Regions from separate parts of the Mus musculus genome. Here all the other regions are linked to region 4. The links are chromatin contacts, called in public Hi-C, HiCAR-type, HiChIP or PLAC-seq and Micro-C maps. All regions are on one chromosome and are shown on one strand. The core of a region is the stretch at or near the end of the contact, and the rest is flanking DNA. Distances in the headings are between cores, read along the strand shown. Region 1 overlaps Specc1 (sperm antigen with calponin homology and coiled-coil domains 1). Region 2 holds the start of Adora2b (adenosine A2b receptor). Region 3 overlaps Ttc19 (tetratricopeptide repeat domain 19). Region 4 holds the start of Specc1 (sperm antigen with calponin homology and coiled-coil domains 1). Region 5 holds the start of Pigl (phosphatidylinositol glycan anchor biosynthesis, class L). Region 6 holds the start of B9d1os (a long non-coding RNA gene).

Evidence for each region. HiChIP or PLAC-seq counts read pairs in DNA pulled down with a chosen protein or histone mark. A called contact is a pair of places that touch in the nucleus more often than the background predicts. HiCAR-type assays count read pairs that join an accessible place to other places.
Region 1: an HNF4G HiChIP or PLAC-seq map of pancreatic cancer cells shows a contact between it and region 4. The contact joins the enhancer-like site here to the promoter of Specc1 in region 4. A contact is called at or near these places in 3 of 39 promoter capture datasets (the SN4741 cell line, cranial neural crest and hippocampal neurons) and 2 of 115 datasets of contacts at active chromatin or transcription factors (embryonic stem cells and pancreatic cancer cells).
Region 2: a Micro-C map of embryonic stem cells shows a contact between it and region 4, with 4 times the contacts expected there. The contact joins the promoter of Adora2b here to the promoter of Specc1 in region 4. A contact is called at or near these places in 9 of 39 promoter capture datasets (the C10 cell line, the HPC-7 cell line, the SN4741 cell line and 5 more), 1 of 15 datasets of contacts at CTCF or cohesin (the NIH/3T3 cell line), 7 of 484 Hi-C or Micro-C datasets (bone marrow-derived macrophages, cerebral cortex, embryonic stem cells and 1 more), 11 of 115 datasets of contacts at active chromatin or transcription factors (bone marrow-derived macrophages, embryonic basal ganglia, embryonic forebrain and 5 more) and 2 of 9 other capture datasets (embryonic stem cells and macrophages).
Region 3: a CTCF HiChIP or PLAC-seq map of the NIH/3T3 cell line shows a contact between it and region 4, with 7 read pairs. The contact joins the enhancer-like site here to the promoter of Specc1 in region 4. A contact is called at or near these places in 4 of 39 promoter capture datasets (the C10 cell line, cranial neural crest, maxillary cranial neural crest and 1 more), 2 of 15 datasets of contacts at CTCF or cohesin (the NIH/3T3 cell line and large pre-B cells), 2 of 115 datasets of contacts at active chromatin or transcription factors (fetal liver and stem cell-derived neural progenitor cells) and 2 of 9 other capture datasets (adipose tissue and embryonic stem cells).
Region 5: a contact with region 4 is called in a HiCAR-type map of astrocytes, with 3 times the contacts expected there. The contact joins the promoter of Pigl here to the promoter of Specc1 in region 4. A contact is called at or near these places in 2 of 39 promoter capture datasets (cranial neural crest and embryonic stem cells), 7 of 115 datasets of contacts at active chromatin or transcription factors (astrocytes, cardiomyocytes, embryonic brain and 4 more) and 1 of 9 other capture datasets (liver).
Region 6: a contact with region 4 is called in a Hi-C map of CD4 T cells, with 3 times the contacts expected there. The contact joins the promoter of B9d1os here to the promoter of Specc1 in region 4. A contact is called at or near these places in 1 of 484 Hi-C or Micro-C datasets (CD4 T cells) and 1 of 115 datasets of contacts at active chromatin or transcription factors (microglia).

Annotation. Positions count from the first base shown.
Region 1 is chr11:62,222,696-62,225,460 of GRCm38.p6, reverse strand. It overlaps Specc1 (sperm antigen with calponin homology and coiled-coil domains 1), which reads right to left. Exons shown (of 15, transcript NM_001281818.1): 15 at 2,448-2,765. Among named protein-coding and RNA genes, the nearest start is that of Adora2b, 25 kb to the left of the region's middle. Within about 2 kb of position 1,315, at least 100 of the 459 cell types and tissues checked have an H3K27ac peak or open chromatin away from gene starts, as enhancers often do. A contact at or near this core is called in pancreatic cancer cells, where this site is marked.
Region 2 is chr11:62,247,516-62,250,477 of GRCm38.p6, reverse strand. Adora2b (adenosine A2b receptor) reads right to left here and starts at 1,494. Exons shown (of 2, transcript NM_007413.4): 1 at 1,042-1,494. The coding sequence starts at 1,376.
Region 3 is chr11:62,308,158-62,310,941 of GRCm38.p6, reverse strand. It overlaps Ttc19 (tetratricopeptide repeat domain 19), which reads right to left. Exons shown (of 10, transcript NM_028360.2): 8 at 1,749-1,900. It also overlaps the pseudogene Gm12275. Among named protein-coding and RNA genes, the nearest start is that of Ttc19, 28 kb to the right of the region's middle. Within about 2 kb of position 1,376, at least 7 of the 459 cell types and tissues checked have an H3K27ac peak or open chromatin away from gene starts, as enhancers often do. A contact at or near this core is called in the NIH/3T3 cell line, where this site is marked.
Region 4 is chr11:61,955,390-61,958,206 of GRCm38.p6, reverse strand. Specc1 (sperm antigen with calponin homology and coiled-coil domains 1) reads right to left here and starts at 1,444. Exons shown (of 15, transcript NM_001281818.1): 1 at 1,318-1,444.
Region 5 is chr11:62,457,041-62,460,201 of GRCm38.p6, reverse strand. Pigl (phosphatidylinositol glycan anchor biosynthesis, class L) reads right to left here and starts at 1,761. Exons shown (of 7, transcript NM_001039536.4): 1 at 1,508-1,761. The coding sequence starts at 1,742. It also overlaps a transcript of Ncor1 not described here.
Region 6 is chr11:61,503,794-61,506,998 of GRCm38.p6, reverse strand. B9d1os (a long non-coding RNA gene) reads left to right here and starts at 1,913. Exons shown (of 1, transcript XR_141098.4): 1 at 1,913-2,614. It overlaps B9d1 (B9 protein domain 1), which reads right to left and starts at 1,855. Exons shown (of 7, transcript NM_013717.3): 1 at 1,728-1,855; 2 at 587-655. The coding sequence starts at 1,790.

The DNA of each region.
Region 1 (2,765 bases), core at 66-2,565, 270 kb before region 4:
ACAAATTCCTTCAAGTGGGCTTATCCCGGCCACACACTTGCCCAGATGGGCTAAATATTAGATGATTTGCAGGAACAGCTGTGTTATACCTCAAAGTTCTAAATACTGATATCACACTCAGGGCCGACTGACCCAACACTGAGCCACCCACAGGATTTCTGAGAGGGACAAAACCACCGTGCTCTCACCTTGGGCCCATGGCTGTAGACAACAAAGGCAGGTGGCCAAAGCCAGGCCTCCTCTTCCCCTTCCCTCAACAAAAGCAACTGGATCTGTGGGCACAGCAGGCTGTGGGCACAGCAGGCAGGTCTGAAAGGCCTCAGCAGTCGGAACAACACATCTTCAATGTCACAGTGAGTTCTCATCCCTGTTGCCTGTTTGGAGGCTCTGGGTGGTGAGGCTTTGCCTTTCTTAGGACGAGGTCCATCTCCAGATGTTTTCCAGGATCAGCCTTGAATGGCAGCCAAGCCTTCTGAGGTCACGTGTAGCAGGAAAACTTTTCCCATGTCCCACTGTCAGTTCTGTCTCATTTTTCAGATACAAGGGAAATGGCCACACTAAGGAGGGATATAAATAGCGGCCCAGATGGACAAATGGGAAGGTTCACAGACCCACTGGCCAACCTTCTAAAGTGTTCTAGGCAAATCTATTTATGGAATTTTTTTTCTTCTTCATGATATAGAAATATCTTACTGAAGCAGGTGAAATAAGCTAAAACGAGTTCATTTAAAGATCCCAGAAGACTCCGAGGGGGAATGTGTTAGGTCTTTTCATTCACGAGACCAGTATATAATACCAGTAAGGAAAGGGAAAGATGAAGGCCTCGGGGAGGTCAGGTTTCAAGTTCTTCCCCGAGCCTTTCCCACTCACCATTAAGCCGCAAAACGCTGGAACAGACCATTCACAAGATGGACCACAGGCTGGATGCTGTGGTATTCATTCCTGGAACTAATTTCCAAGTCAGAAGACAAGTAATTGGCAGCTGGACCAATTCATCAAGCGATCTATATAATCACCACTTATTAGGTTTAGGCATCATGAGCACAGATGTCTACACTTGGCCCTCATGGAGCTCAGATAGAAGTTCATACAGCCCGAGAGCAAAGCCCTTCGCACCTGCAGAGGGAACGTGGCCATGGGCCCAGGGATCTGTACACAGGGCTGTTAGGAGCCTCTCATTTAACTCAGCTAAGCCTGAGCTGTTGCCACTGAAGCTATGGCTTGAATGTATCTCCCCAAAGTTCATGTGCTAGAAGCTTAATGGTTTTTTGGCGGTAACTGGGTATGAGTCATGAGGGCCGGGCTCCCCGTGGTATCATTGGTTTCACAAGGGAAGGCCAAGGGCCAGCATGCTTCCTCTGTTTCCTCATGGCCTCTGCTAAGTCATGCTGTGGCAAGAATACCTTTCCAGACACCAGTGCTGGGCTCTTGGAGGGTCCATACTTCAGAGCTGATGGTAAGCAAACCTCTATTTTTTATAAAGTACGCGGTTTGTAGGATTGTATGTGTTGTGACAACAGAAACCACCCGAGATAGCTGTACGGGAAATCTGGGGTCAGAAAGGAAGATGCCCTGGGGTTCAGTGCTACCAGGTGGCCACTTCAAAACCAGTTTACCCTTCCTGTAAATTGCATGTGCAAAGGTGGCCCACTCATGGAATGCCTACGGATGGTACTTACATCATTCATGTAGAGAGCCAGGTTCATAGGATAGAACCTGTGTGATAAGCTTCCAAAGCCAGCTGCTATGGAGATAATTCCCAAGTGGGGAGACACTGGGCAGCTGTGAAAGGCCTACTATGCACGTGCATGAGCCAGCAGGGATGCACACGTGTACACAGCCCAAGGCAACTGGCACTTAGGATGCACAGGACAATCAGATGTGAAGCAAACAAGACTGGGTATCTCTTGGCACAACTTTTCCTGTCCCTTTAGACTGAGAGGGAAGTGGTAGCCCTGAGGCTGGCCCAATGTTTGTTAAGTCGTATCAGCGACTGTTACCCTGAGCAGTTGTGGAGGTCCTCAGGAAAAGGCCAGGCTGTGGGGCTCACTTGAAAGGAAATAGGAATGAAGATTCTAGGGTGGCCTTCCTCATCTGTGGCTTCCAGGTGCCACTGGCATCTCTACTAATTATATTTTTTTATTTACTTGCCTCTTTAAGCTTGTCATAACTTTCTACAACACTGTGTGTGTTTTCTGGGGTCCAGGCAGCCCACTTCCCATCTTAAGCACATTTGCACAGCTTGGTAGCATCCTGGTGCTGGAATTCATCTGACAGCTTATATCCACAGCAAGACAGCTGCAGATGGGAAGGGCAGAGGCACGACCTGTAGAAGAGCTGCAGGGGAGGCTGGGAAGGGACCGGGAGCATGCAGGGCGATGCTGGCTGTCAGCAGACTCAAAGCAAGTTTGGTGCTTTGAAAAAAATTCGGATAAATGTCACCAGGTGAAAGAACTGAGGCAGAAACAAAATATATTTATTAGAAATATTACACAGCGGCACACCTTACACTTCCATTATGAGCTCTGTTCACCTCGAATAGTATGTCACACTTGGGCAGTGCTTGGTGCTATCTAGTGTGCTCTTGACAGAAAGGAGGCCACAATGTATCAAGTGCATTCAACTAATGTAGTGATAGTCAGTGAGCTACTCAGGGTGTCCCAGAACTCCAACCTCAATCAGAGGGCTAGATGTCCAGGGCCGTAAGTGGGTGCTGGGAACACTTCTCTTCAGATGGCTGGTGGTTCCCGCTTTCATTTGTGTTG
Region 2 (2,962 bases), core at 245-2,744, 290 kb before region 4:
CACGGAGTTCTTGCCTTTCTCTTCCTACTCTTGTGACTCAGTTTCCTCAACTCAGCTCCAACTCTAAAGAGATCCAAAGCTCACTTCAGAAATGCTAAAGGGCCCAGGCACTACCAAGGAGCAGCAAACTCAACTTTAAATTTATTAGCTACAAGTGGAAGCCACTTCCCCAACTGACTGACTCCCTGCCCTGGATCCTGTTTTCCCATCATGGAATAAGGAGAAAGTGATTTAGGTATACTCTGAGAGCCAGCGAACAGGGAGCCCTCACCAGTTTTCTGGGCCTCTTCAGGCTCCTGGGCACTGCAGCAGTATACAAATAAGGTTACACAATGGGCTAGAGGCTCTAAGACTGTCTTGTCAGTGTTCACTGAACCAGTAAGCACAGTAGCTCTTTAAAATGTCTGGGAATACTTTGAGCCACCGCGAAGCTAGTAGGGACCAATGTTCCTAGAGTTTCCCATCAGAGTTGAGCCTGGCTGCCTCATTTCGAAGTAGGCACATTTTAAAGCTGTGTCGTTAGACCCTATGACCCTTCTAAAAGTACCAATTCCAGCGTCTAAAGTTGCCTCGTTCTTAGCTGAAGCTTCTCCGCGCCCTTTCCGCACAGGACTGCATCTGGCAGCAGCTTTGATCTGCATGCCCGACTCCGGGCAGCAGCTCTGTCTCTCCAGAGGGCCGGGAACGTCCACAAAACTTAAGGAATCTAGAGCTTCCTGAGCCCTTCCTTGGCAGGTAACTCGTCGGACGAGCACTTCTCAACGCCCCTAAGGGTGTTCTTATGCAGATTCCCTAAACTAGGGGCAATTAGAGCATCCCTGACTCCAAAAGGGGACCCAGTCAGTGGCCTGTTCTGTCAACCCAGGAGAGTCTTGATAGCCGGCAGAACAAGCGTGCTGGAGAAAGTGCGTCCTCCACTCCAGTGCCCAGCGTGCTCCTAATCTGGCCCATCTGGGAGTCCAGAAAGTAAAACCGTGGGCCTGGAGAGGGCGCCCCTCTTTAGAACTTTAACCCGGCCAAGGCAAGAAAGATTCGTCTCACCTGAGCGGGACGCGAATGGCCAGATATCGGTCGACAGCCACCGCCAAGAGGCTAAAGATGGAGCTCTGTGTGAGCACCAGCACGAAGCAGGCGAGGAAGAGGCAGCCGTGGAAGTCCGTGCAGAAGCCCAAGCTGATGGTGATGGCAAAGGGGATGGCGAAGAGTCCCACGGCCACGTCTGCCGTCGCCAGGGATACCAGAAAGTAGTTGGTGGGGGTCTGTAATGCACTCGAGGCTCCCACCGCGGCGCACACCAGCACGTTGCCCGCCACCGCCAGCGCAGCGATAACCAGCTCCAGCGCCACGTACAGCGCGTCTTGCGTCTCTAGCTGCATGGCCGGGCCAGCCGGGCCCGGGGAGTCCTCTACTGGGGTAGTGTCGGGCTCAGGACAGCTGCTAGGGTGCCGCCAGGCATGGCCACAGCGCTGAGACCGCGCGTCCCAAGCTGGGTCTGCGCCGCCCAGCCAGTGCGCTCCGGACGGGGGCGGGGGCGTGGCCTTACGGGGGCGGCGCCCATTGGCCGGCTGCCAGGAGCCGGTCTTGGCCCCGCCCCCTGCCTAGGGTCCTTGCTCCAGCTGCTCCTGAGCTCGGGGAAGGATGGGTTCCCGAATTTCCCTCGGGCGGGAGAGGGACACATTCAGGAAAGACACCTCGAAGCTTCACCACTTCCCGCCCGAGCGCGAAGTCCCAGACTTCACCCTGTCCCGCGCCCGATCTGCACACTCTGAACTGACGCCCCTGCAAGGTGTCCATACTCCCCAGCACCGGAGCTGCACCCCAGGTCCGGGCCCGGGCTTCCTCTCAGTGCTGCATTCTCCGCGCGGCCCCTAATCCACCCGATCCCGTGGTCTCCGCTGCCCCGCCAGGGTGCTCGCCGGCTCAGCCCTGCGCTCTCCAGCCCACTTATCCAAGACCGGCTTCCGCTCACTTGCGGCGCCGCCTCTTCCCAGACACTGCCGCCTTCATCCACTCCAAGAAGGGTGCTGAGCGCCCACACCTGTGGGTGATCTGTCCTTCCTGCCACCTGTAAGAAGCCCCCAGCGCCCTCCACCGCCTTCAACTCCACACTTCTCTCCTAGCGAGCCCTGGCTGCTCCTTGGCGTTTGGAGTCCTTAATCCTTCTAGAACACAGCTTCTGCCCCGCGGAAGCTGCTACCTGTAGTCACCAGCCAGGATGGTTAAGGAGTTTGTCAACACAACAAAGATGACTGAAAAAAAAAAGATTAAGCTGAACTAAAACACGGGTGACCTCTAAACAGCTTCTTTGAAGAATAACGGGTTTTTTCTTGGGGTTTTTTTTTTGGTTTTTCGAGACAGGGTTTCTCCGTGTAGCCTTGGCTGTCCTGGAACTCACTTTGTAGACCAGGCTGGCCTCGAACTCAGAAATCTGCCTGCTTCTGTCTCCCAAGTGGTGGGATTAAAGGCGTGCGCCACCACGCCGGGCTGATTTTTTTTTTTTTTTTTTTTAATGTTGTGGCTGGATTAGCTCTCTCTGAGTATGAGTATGGGCGTGGGGGAGGGGAAAAGTGCGTTGAATTACACTTTCTGCATGGCTGTATGATATATATAAAGTACATTTCAGGGTTAGCTGTAATATTAACAGCAAATCCCCCACGAGCCCACTCATAGCATAGACAAAATCACCAAAGCACACAGAGTACATGTTCTATCTGGGTATTTTAAGGGTTTGGTTTTTTTTTTTTTTTTTTTTTTTGTTTATTTGTTTGGTTTTTTTGTTTTTTGTTTTTTTGGATTTTTGGTGTTTTTTTTGGGGGGTGTTTTGTTTTGTTTTTGTTTTTGTTTTTGTTTTTTTCTAGACAGGGTTTCTCTGTATAGCTCTGGCTGTCCTGGAACTCGCTTTGTAAACCAGGCTGGCCTCGAACTCAGAAATCTGCCTGCCTCTGCCACCCAAGTGCACCAC
Region 3 (2,784 bases), core at 127-2,626, 350 kb before region 4:
TTTTATGTGGAGCTCCTTGATCCACGTAGACTTGCGCTTTCTACAAGGAGTTAAGAATGGATCAATTTGCATTCTTCTACATGATAACCAACAGCTGAGCCAGCACCATTTGTTGAAAATGCTGTCTTTTTTCCCCTGGATGGTTTTAGCTCCTTTGTCAAAGATCAAGTGACCATAAGTGTGTGGGTTCATTTCTGGGTCTTCAATTCTATTCCATTGATCTACCTGTCTGTCACTGTACCAGTACCATGCAGTTTTTATCACAGTCGCTCTGTAGTACAGTTTTAGGTCAGACATGGTGATTCCACCAGAGGGTCTTTTATTGTTGAGAATAGTTTTTGCTATCCTAGGTTTTTTTGTTATTCCAGATGAATTTGCAAATTTCCCTTTCTAACTCAGTGAAGATTGAGTTGGAATTTTGATGGGGATTGCATTGATCTGTAGATTGCTTTCAGCAAAATAACCATTTTTACTATATTAGTTCTGCCAATCCATGAGCATGGGATCTTTCCATCTTCTGAAATCTTCAATTTCTTTCTTCAGAGACTTGGAAATTCTTATCATACAGAACTTTCACTTCCTTAGTTAGAGTCACGCCAAGGTATTTTATATTATTTGTGACTATGGTGAAGGGTGTTGTTTCCCTAATTTCTTTCTCAGTGTGTTAATCCTTTGTGTAGAGAAAGGCCATTGGTTTAATTTTATATACAGCTACTGCACTGAAGCTGTTTATCAGATTTAGGAGTTCTCTGGTGGAATTTTTAGGGTCACTTATATATACTATCATATCATCTGCAAATAGTGATATTTTGACTTCTTCATTTCCAATTTGTATCCCCTTGATCTCCTTTTGTTGTCTAATTGCTCAGGCTAGGACTTCAAGTACTATATTGAATAGGTAGGGAGAAAATGGGCAGCCTTGTCTAGTCCCTGATTTTAGTGGGACTACTTCAAGTTTCTCTCCCTTTAGTTTAATGTTGGCTACTGGTTTGCTATATATTGCTTTTAATAGTGTTTTTATAAGTTATGGCCACAGCTCAGTGGTAGAGCCCTTGCCTTGAATTTATGAGGTCCTAGTTTTAATCTCTAGTCCTGCCCCCCTCTCCCTGCCCCATCCCAAATTCAAAAATCTCTACTTCCTCACCTCCCAGTTACCCAGGAGAAAAAGATACTTCTATATGAACTAAATAGTTACTTGCAAGGTTCTGATTGGTATGGAAGAAGCCCCTGGGTCTAGTCCCCAGCTCCAGGAGGAAGAAAAAAAAGATTCTAAGAGTCTACAAACCACTGTAAACATGAGGCTACATATTCTGAAGCCCCTGGGTTAAAAGTCTGCCTTGTACAAAGACTACTGTATAAACCATGACTCAGAAAAGGGCCTATGCAGTGCCAGTGACTTAGTCAGCAATCTCAAACCCTTCCTGAAACAAGTAGTTGGGAGTAGTGAAAGCTGGTGGAAAAAAAATGAACAGACCGGGGAGTGGCAGGATTCCATACATCTGGATATCAACCTGCATTCCTTATGACATTTCACATGGCTAACCATGTCTTGCCACACCCATAACTGATGCTAGTCACTGAATGTAGAACTTTACCAGTGCCATGCAAGCTGAAATACGCCCCCAGCCCTTTGGCATGGGAGCTCACCAACTTTGCCCAGCACCCTTGAACCTGTGACCTTATGACCCTCTACAGAGTACCTGTGCCACCGGGCAGGCCTGGCTTACATACACTGTTTCATCTCTTACCTGTGGGTGTCTTTCTCCTTGTATTTCTTGACAAATCTGCAGGGCTTTTTCATACATCCTTTGTGCCTGTGATAGCTGCTTGGAGAATAGCAGATAGCGTGCACAAGAGTCTAAGCACATACCAAGGAGGAGGTAAGTATTGGCTGTTTCTTCTAAAAGAAAAATAAAAGCGTTGCAAGGATGTAATAGAAGTTATATACAAAGGTCAAAAAGCAAGCCACTGTACTTCATCTTTGTGGCTACCAGGCTTCACTGAATGCTTCAGATACTTAAACTCTTAACCACAAGAAACTGTTCAGGTGGGCAGACAACCAATTAAATGAGAAAAGTGACAAGTAGCTGCCTGAAATCATGGACCTCCCCCTCCTTTTGAATAGATGAAAAAGTCAATATTGAATATCTTAAAGTTGGGAACTAGTATTCAGAAAAGATGATTAAGATAAACCCGAAGTAGAATGAGCCAACCGCAAAAAGAGTAGAGGGCCAATGGATGTTATTTTAGGGTTTAAGAAAAAAATGCAGTAAGAAACCAAGAAAACTCAGAATTCTGTAATGGAAAGAACATGGTCCAGTTTTCAAAGACTAAGGGCTGGGACAGACAGAACTGAGTACAGACTCCACACAGCCGATGCCACATGAAGAGCGGAGGCTGCAGATCCAGACATCAGCGCCCAGTGTCAGCTACTGCTAGACCTCCAGACACGGCCCAAATAATGTAGGAAAAGTGATGGGTGGGAACAAGTCAAAGTTCACAAAGAACTAGAAACAGGATTCGGGGTGTTTTGTTTTATTTTCTATAGCCTAAGCTGGCTTCAAACTTCTATCAGTCCCCCTGCCTCAGCTTATTAGCTAATTTTAGTTAAGTAACTATCACACACCATTTGAAGATGACCAATTAAATTCACCAGAGCTATCACTCCTTCTCCATCCTTTAAGGTTTCCAGGAAATTCTCAAATGTTATAAAAATGTTTGAAAATATTTGTTACTAAGTAACACTATGAGCAGTCACTGAGGAGACAGTTCAAGCAAAAGAAC
Region 4 (2,817 bases), core at 195-2,694:
CAGGGGAACATTTCCCTAAAACCAAACACGACAAAAATGTCCCACGGTGCTTCTTAACAAACAATAAAATTATCTACCCAGCACATCCACAAATCAGCTTAAAAACTAAAACTGATGCGGGCTTCAGAAGGGGCCGCGGAGTTAGCTCTAAAACTGCTTTCTTTGGCCAAGTGTGGTGGCTCACTCCTGAAATTCCCAATGGAAGGAGGAGGGTCCAGCCTGGGCCACATAGCACTTCCAGGCCAGCCAGAACTACCTAGGGAGACACTATCTGGAACACAAACTAAAGGACTGCGAATGTGGTGGCTCGTCAGAGATAGTTAGCAAGACCCTGTCTCAAAATAATCAATAAGCAAACTTGATGGCTTTGAGTTAATCATGCAAAGCTATTTTCCTTAGACTAAGGTATTAGGATTGACAACCCTCGGTCTCCACCCTCCAACTCCGTCTTAAACGTTGAAATAACATCGTGTTTGAAACTGGATAACCAAATCGTATGAAACCAAAAACTGATCAAAAGGGTTCGGTCGTGACTTCACTCAAAAACACTTTATCTCTCGCCTCCAGCCACCGCAGTTACTAATGGATACCCATGTCAACCAGTTCGACATAATTCATCCGATAGAGGGCAAGGAAGAGCACCTTCAATGGGATTTTTTTTTCCCCCAAAGCGTATACTGCTTATTATATAAACTTGCGCGCTGGCGTATTGGAGCTCCCACAAAATCAAACTAAGATATTCAGAGTCAAACTTGTTTTTTTGTTTTTTGGTTGTTGTTGTTTTTTTTAAGCACATAAAACTAATTTTGTTCCAAGGGCATTAAGGAAAAGAGATCGGCACTGTTGCGCTCACGCTAGCCTGCGCACCGCGGGGACACGCACCAGCATCCGCACAGTTCCCCGCGCTCCTAGGCGTCCTGGAAACCCTCAGCCCAAGCTCTAGGCGACCACCTGGGCAGGACAGGGATGCAGCGGCTTTGTGGACAAACACTCAGCGGCACTCCAGTCCCGCCGAAGCGCACGCACCTGTCCCGGGGGCTGGGGCTCCCCAGGGCCACAGCCGGCCGAGCCACCTGGTCCCCGTGCCAGGCTGCTGCGCCAAACCCGCGGCCGGAGGGGAGGGCCGGCCACCTGCGGTCCCCACCTGCAGCGCGGTCCCTGCGCTGCCCGCCGCCTGGGTATCCAGGACCGCAGCGCGTCTTTCCAGAAGGGCACCCCACGTCCCCGAGCCAGGACTCCTGCACCCCGTCTTGTTCGCCAGACTTGAGAAAAGGCAGCTGAGAAACAGAGGACCGAGCATCCCGTACCCCAACTCACCTGCCGTGGTTCTCTCGCACCGGACTCCCGCGCCGCTGCAGCCCGCAGCTACCGCGGCTTTCCTAGCTCACGGATGCTCTGGGGAAGGTCCTGGCGATCCCGCTGGCGCCTTCCCGATGGCCACGTCCAGGGGGCGCCCGCGCGCCAGTGCGGGGCTTTCTGGGAGATGTAGTCCAGACCCTCCGTTCTCATCTAGCGGTTTCTTTCCGGAAGTTTTCCTTGTGTTCTCATCGACTCAACCTCCATTGATGGGTAGTCGTTGATGGAGCATCTCACTGGGGAAGAAAGAGGGTCCCCCTCGGCACTTTAGACTATTGTTTTTTTATGGGGGGGGGGGGGGGGTCAAGATAGGGTTTCTCCATGTAGTTCTGTCTGTCCTGTCCTGGAACTCACTTTATAGACCAGGTTAGCCTGGAATTCAGAGAGATACACCTGCTTCTGCCTTCTGAGTTCTGGGATTAAAGGCCCACCACCACCCGGTCTCTCTCTCTCTCTCTCTCTCTCTCTCTCTCTCTCTCTCTCTCTCTCCCTCCCTCCCTCCGTCCCTCCCTCCATTCCTCCCTCTCTCTCTCCTTGTCCACTCTCCTCTCTCCTTCTCTCCTTTCCTCTCTTCCTCCTCCCTCTTCCCCCTACCCACCGATACAGGGTTTCTCAGTGTAGCCCTGGCTGTCCTGGAACTCTCTCTGCAGACCAAGCTGGCCTCGAACTCACAGGGATCCTCCTGCCTCTGCCTCCCAAGTGCTGGGATTAAAAGCAAGTGTCACCATTGCCTGGCCTTCCTCCCTCACTGTTCCATGTGTGTCCAGGTGTACAAACTATGTACTTGATGACCTTCCACGAGGATCGGAAGACCCGTCTTAGATCAAGGGTATTCAAGTAGCTGAGGTAGAGTCTCCAAACAAGCTCTCAGTCCATTGTTCTTAAAGTGAGGATTTCAGACCAATGCCCTCAACATTGTACGGGAGCTTGCTTAAAGTACAAGAATCTACACCCTACAGAGAATATTAGGTTTTGGTTTGGGTCATCTTTTGTGGTGCTGGGGATGAAAACCAGAGCCCCATATGTGCTAAATAAGGGTCCACCAGGGAGCTACACTCATGCACTATTTAGTTTTACTAGATTCAAAAGAGAAAAACACCCTCTGTAAAGGTGGGATCCAGAAATTTGTACTTTTACATATAAATTCTTGACATAATTTTGAAATAGATTCAAGTTTGAGAACTTGTCTAGGTTTCCCTTGTTCCCCTCAAATAACTCCATGACTCATTTGACATTGATTATCTACACACACACACACACACACACACACACACACACACACACACGCTTCTGTGGATACACTGCAGGGACCGTTTATGTTCCAGCTTAGACCTCTCCCTCACTTTAGCCCTCATTCCCCAACATCTCTAGGACACCTCTGAGGCCCTGGAATTGAACAAGGTCAAGACCGAGTTCAGGGTTGTCCTTTCTCTCAGCCTGGTTCTCCCTCCCCTGGGGGTG
Region 5 (3,161 bases), core at 512-3,011, 500 kb before region 4:
CCCAGCATTCTTATTGTAGTTCACAACTGGCTATGACTCCTGTTCCAGGGAATCCAACACCCTCTTTTAGTCTTTGTGCACACCATGCATTCATGTGCTACACATACATGCATACAAGCAAAGCACTAATACATAAAATGTAAATTAAAAAAAGAAAAGAAAAGAAGGTACTCTTTCCTTGTTTGGAGCCTCTCCACTCTCAGGAGTTTTTTTTTTTTTTTTCTTTAATAAATCTACATTAATTCTGTTTAAAAACCAGAAATAATTCTCCCAAATTCAGCCAATTTTATAAATCAATCCTGATGATTTCTGTTTAAGATCAGTTATTAAAAAAAGAAAGCCGGGCGTGGTGGCGAACACCTTTAATCTCAGCACTCAGGAGGCAGAGGCAGGCGGATTTCTGTGTTCGAGGCCAGCCTGGTCTACAAAGCCAGTTCCAGGACAGCCAGGGCTATACACAGAGAGAAACCCTGTCTCGAAAAACCAAACCAAACCAAACCAAACCAAACCAAACCAACCAAACACCCGAAGAAGCTGGGCAGTGGTGGCGCATGCCTTTAATCCCAGCACTTGTGAGGCAGAGGCAGGGAGATTTCTGAGTTCTCGGCCAGCCTGGTCTACAGAGTGAGTTCTAGGACAGCCAGGGCTATACAGAGAAACCCTGTTTAGAAAAACAAAAAAACAAAACAACAACAACAAAAACACCCCTGGCCCCCCAAAAGAGAACAACACAACAACCACATGGGAAAAAAGGTCCTGAGCAATTTTGAAAATCAGCTTTATTGAGGTATACTTTGCTATAAAATTCACCCACTGTATGTATACACTTCACATTGTCCAGTCATCACCATATTTAGGGTATCCTGGTTTTCTCGTTTGTTTTTGTCTGTATCATTATTCAAGTCTCATTTTTGAAGAATTCTTTTAATAATAGCTGGGTACAGATGAACTCTAAAATTATCTATAAATGTATTTCTATTTGTCTGAAGTTAAACAAAAAATCTCCCAATTTGACACATGAATCTTTGTAGCAGAAAATGGGTTTCAAAGCAGCAGGAAGGTCTTTTGCTATTATTAGGAAAGAAAGTTGGTGGGCTGAGCAGACACCATACAGCTCAAATTGTCTGGTGCATGATTTTATTTGATCCTTTTGCAAATAGACGGTTCCTCAGGATAACAGGTCAGGCACAGCGGCTCACGCCTGGGATGCTAGATTACAGTGAGACTGTCTTTATAAAAAACCCAAAACATCCAGTACAGTCGCAGTTCCCAAAGGAACATGAAGGTACTGAACGGAACCAATGATGAACAACCACTTTTCTGCTCCTCGATTTGGCTAGGATGGAATTCGCTCGGGGTTCCCTAACCTATCTGGGAAGTCGGCTGTTTCTGTCCCCAGACTGACCAGCACAGAGAAAGTAGCTACCTACGACAGAAAACCTTTCCGGAAGAAGTTAACTAAGATCGGTTAGTTCCCTAACCCAGCGACCCTCCTACAGTCTCCTACCTGAGGAGAAGCAGAGCAGGGACACCTGCTGCTCCAGGCGTGCCAAGCCTAGCATGGTGGGAGCAAAGAACATGGCTTCATCGTCCGGGTGCGCGATCACTACAAGGGCCCGGCTTCCGGCTCCCGGCAGGCCCGCCTGCTCCGGAGACCTCATTCGTTCCGCTGAGTTCCAAACCCGGAGGAAGCCCCAAGTCAGGACAGCCACGGCCACACACAAGAAACCCACCAATTCCATGCCGGGTAAGTGGCACTGCGCCTGCGCAGGAAGGCAGGCTGCGGGTGGACTCGGGTTCCCTGCGGGAAAACGGAACCGGCTGAAACTGCGTTCCGTGGGTCAGAGTGCGGCGGCGGCTGGAGACCAAGATTCGTGGTCTAGCGTGGAAACTTCCACCCATACTGCCCCGTCTCCTCGGTGGCGGAATCCTCTATCTGCTCCAGTTTCAGAGCTCAGCCGCACTTTGCGGTCTTAAGTGTCTTTCTTACCGTTCAGTGTGCTTAAAAGGAAGGAAGCATTTTTAGAGTTATTTTGAGATCGCGTCTCTCTCTGCGTGTTCCCCTAAACTCACTATATGCAGACCATGCGAGTTTGCAATGATTCCCATTCCTTTGCCTCCTGAGCTGGGATTTCAGGCGTGTCAGCACGCCGGCCAAAAGGGAAGCATTCTAAAACAAACGTCAGCATTCTCCTTTCAACTCGTTTTATGACTTCAAACTTTGTATAAAACAGCCCGTTATCCGGAATAAAAGTTTTTCCGAAGCGGGTCACCGTTTGTTCTTTCTCAGATGGCGGCTTTGCAAGAGGAAAAAGTAAGCGGCTAAGAGGAAATGTCATTTCACTCGAAGGGTGAGGTCGGCAGGCCCCTTAAGTTTTCTTAAGAGGCAGAGATTAAGGAGCCACGCCGTGGAGGAGGCCTCGCCCGCCATGCCGAGGAACACTCGGTGTGAAATTAACGTGCGTCCCAGCCACGTGGGCTGAGGTTTCTCTTTGGCGGCGAGGGGACGGGGTAGCCGCTTTGGCGGCGCGCAGGGGTCGCAAGGCTAACCTCGCGCCGGGCTCCCGGTCCTTTCCCACGCCTGAGGGGAAGGCCCCGGGCGCGCGGGAGTGGCAGGCTCGCGGGGACGCTCCAGGCCGAGGACGCGATGGCTGCCACGGCGGCGGCGGGTCGGGCCGGAGGCAGCGCTGCCGGGGCGGGCATGAGTGCGAGGGACAACTTGAAAAGAACCGGCGCGGCGTCCGCGACCCAGGAAGCGAGGCCGAGGTAAGAGCCGCACTCCGTTCTCCCGGGGAGGGAGTCGTCTCCCCAACCCTCCGGAAGGAGGAGGAGCCCAAGTCTGAGCCGCCTCAGCGCGGCCGCCCGGCCTGAGGGGGAGGGAGTGGGGTTGAGGCAAGATGGCGGCTAAGGTGGCGAAGCTGCGGCGGCGGCGGCTGGAGTGAGCGCCCAGCTCGCCGCGCTGCCGAGCGAGGGCCGGGCGGAGGGCCGCGCGCCGGGGCCGCGCCCCGGTCGTCCGGCCGTGGGGCGCGCCGGCTCTCACTCCGCCAGCTCCCGGTGAGTAGGCTCGGCGCCTGCAGCCCCGGCCTCCGGGCCCTGCTCGCCCGGGAGCTTCCTCGGGCTCCCAGGGCGCCAGCTTCGGATCAGCCAGGCCAGGGGCGTCG
Region 6 (3,205 bases), core at 664-3,163, 450 kb after region 4:
TGGGCTCAAAGAAGTCGGGCTTTAATTTTATTTTTTCCATTTGTTTGGTATTATATATGTAGCCCAGCTTGACCTTGAATTCCTAGAGATGCTCCTGCCTCAGCCTTCTGTGCTGGATTACAGGCATATGCTATCCTGTTTGGCTTCCACTTTTTAAACTATTGTATAGTATCATAGTGGTCTGCACTGCAGCCGCTTCCTGTGGTAAAAAGACTCCTTAAAACCTTAAGAAGAGATCCTTCATTTTGTCCTGGCTCCTGGTTGTTTTCTGCTGCCTGAGAAGGGGCCATGTTTTGTTTTCAGGTGGGGGTATTGGCTGATGCTGTCCAAAGCCACTGGCAGGTGGTTCTCCAGAGCCTGCCTGGTTAGGCTGCTACTTGTCCCTCTCAGCTGCCACTAACAGACTCCAGGGGTACACCAGCGAACCCAGTAGTGACTGTATTCTATAAACTAGCTTTCCCCCAAAAACAAATGCAATGTTTAGGTCATCTCTGACCTTAGTGTCTACCTCTTGGTCTCGAATAGAAGGGTATGATTCAGGAATCACCAAAGCTCTAACCAGAGGAGGCCCATGAGTCCAACTTACCGCTGTTGGGGCCCAGTCCTGGCCATACACAAAGCAGTACTTGCAGTAGAGGTCATCATACTCTGGAAACTGAGAGAAAAAGTATACAGGATTCTGTCTAGAAAGGGCAAACTGGGCCCACACATTAGCTAGGCAGATGCAGTGGACAGGAATTAGGAACACGAGGCATCTGGGACTGAGGAGGTGGACATGGGTTTCAGGGCGGGCAGGGAATGGAAATCAGGAAGTCAGGCTTAGTCCCAGACTGCCAATACCCGTAGGTTATTTTGCTCAGGGTCTACTTTCTGTCTTGTCTTTCTCAGTCCACATGTGGTAGGCCCCTTGCCCATCTTTCAGAGTTCCCCTTCAGTCTCTAGCTGGCTTAAGGATCATTGCTTGGCTCCCTTCACTTCTCTGCATTTCTGCATGTGGGTACCTAATGTCTATCTGATAACCCTGTTAGACTGAAGAAGGAACAGGTTTCATGCCTCAGCGCATCTCCAGTGCTGGGCACAAATTAGCTCTACAGAAATGATGCTCACGTGAAACCCAGAAGCTACAGGGCCAAAGAACATGGCTAAAACTGAGGGTCCCGGAGAAAGGAAGGCCCAGGGCAGACGCCAAGGAAGGTGTCCAGAGTAAGCAGCCCAGACATCCTCTAATCGGATAGAGGAAAACAGGGAGGACGCAGTACCAATGAATGGGAAGGCAGGAACACCTACTGAGCTTCAGACTTGGCAGAACCTAAAGCATGTCAGCCAAACCTCAGAATATGTAGGAATAATGGGCATTTTCAACAAGCAGCCCAGAAGAATAATGTAGCAAAGTTCTGTCTCTTAGACGGACCGGGTCAAATCCCACCTTGGCCACTGCCTTCCGGTAAGTTCCCAGCTGTTAAATGGATCAGCTGAGTCTTCAGTCCCATTAGTCCTAGGCCACCACTCAACCAAGTAAACAGGATCCAAGTGGTACCAGCTGAACGCCTCGAGGTCTGTTTTCACTCAAGCTTGTCCGGTTCATCTACCTGGAGCCAAGGTTCTCAAATGCTGCTTCTCCTTTCCATTTATTTGAGATGCTCAGAGCATCTTGGCTTTCTAGGAGCTGAGCGAAGAGCCCGGGGAGAGAAACAGGCCGTCCCCGGGCGGAGTCCACGACTGCTTACCTGTGCGCTCTCTACCTGCCCGGTGATCATGAGCAGGAAGACGCTGGGACTTGCTGCAGCCATTGCACTGATGGGCCGGGAGACCGGCGCAGGCCGCGCGCTGTTGCCAGGAGGCTCTCGGTTGTCTTGGAAACAGACGGTAAGTCGTCTAGGACAAATTTCTCAAGCGGTGACGAGTTCGCTCAAAGGTAAGAGTGCGCAGGCGCAGTAGTCTTTATGGCTTTGGGCACTGTCCTCCGTGTCTGTCGCGCGGAACCTAACCCCCAGGGGCGGGTCCACGGACCCGCACTGTGTGACTTCACTCGTCTGGCCATGCTTGAAGCTCGCAGGCTGCAAAGCTGGATGTTGAGAAGAAGCAGCACCGGCACTCAGGCCCGCGGAAAGTCACGTGCTAGAGTTACCTCTCTCCAGGTGGTGTCGCTGTTGCCACACACAGCGACGGCAAAGACGCCATCGTTGGAAGGCTTGGTGCGCGGGAGTGGTCCAGCGGGCATCACCCAGCACATTGTCTCAGGTGAAGAATGCGCCCTTCAGCCCTATGAGGCTCTTGTCATCGAAACCCGGAGACTCCATTTGTCCAAGTCCCGCGTCCTGCATGAGAAGCTGGAGCCCACGGAACCAGTCACCCAATTTTGGAAAATCACTGGTAGCTCAGGGATGTCAGAGCTTGGTCCCAAGCCACCAGCATCCTTTTCGGTAGACACCATTGTTAGTGCTTGGATTCAACTGCACTTACTCTATCACTGTCCAATTCAAGGTGGCTTAATGCGAGCTTCTTGCCTTTAGATCCCCAGCTCGACTCTAGGGGCATTGAATGCCTGGTCCTCATTGCCCGGCCAGTGCAAAATATTTGGGAACTACTTCTTTAATAAATAAAATTGAACACATCTCAGTTTTCTGGAGGGCGTGACTGAAATCCAGACCTGGAAGGTAATTTAGCCATATTCGTTACAGGAATTTAGCTGCAGAATCAGACTTCACTTTCAGAGCTTATAAGGAAACATCAAAGAGCACATTAATGATGAGGGAGCCTGGAAACAAACGGATGCAGATGTGTATACTTTAGGGAGCTCAGCCTGCAGTAATGACACCAGGTCACGCTAACTGTTAGCTTGGAAGTCAGTTGGCGGGATTCCCAAAGCCACCTATGGGGAAGAGGAAAGGCATGTGGTCACAGCGTTCTAGGTGGGCCGAGGTGCAAGCATGTAAGAAATTCTTTTAGCTTAGAGCCAAGAGTCATACAAGCAGAGGCTCTAGGCCCCTCTCTCCTAGCCGGTGGCTGCCACTTGCTGTTCTTTACTGAAAGCGTTGGAAAGATACAGGCTACTGAAAGGAAGCCTTCTCAATCCCCAAATTACTCATTAGATAAGGCTTTTCTGTCCTAAACCAACAGGATGAGACATTTAGGAAGAGGTCTGTGCTGGCTAGTTTTTTTGTCAATTTGGCACAAGCCATAGTTATCTGAGAGGAGGGAACCA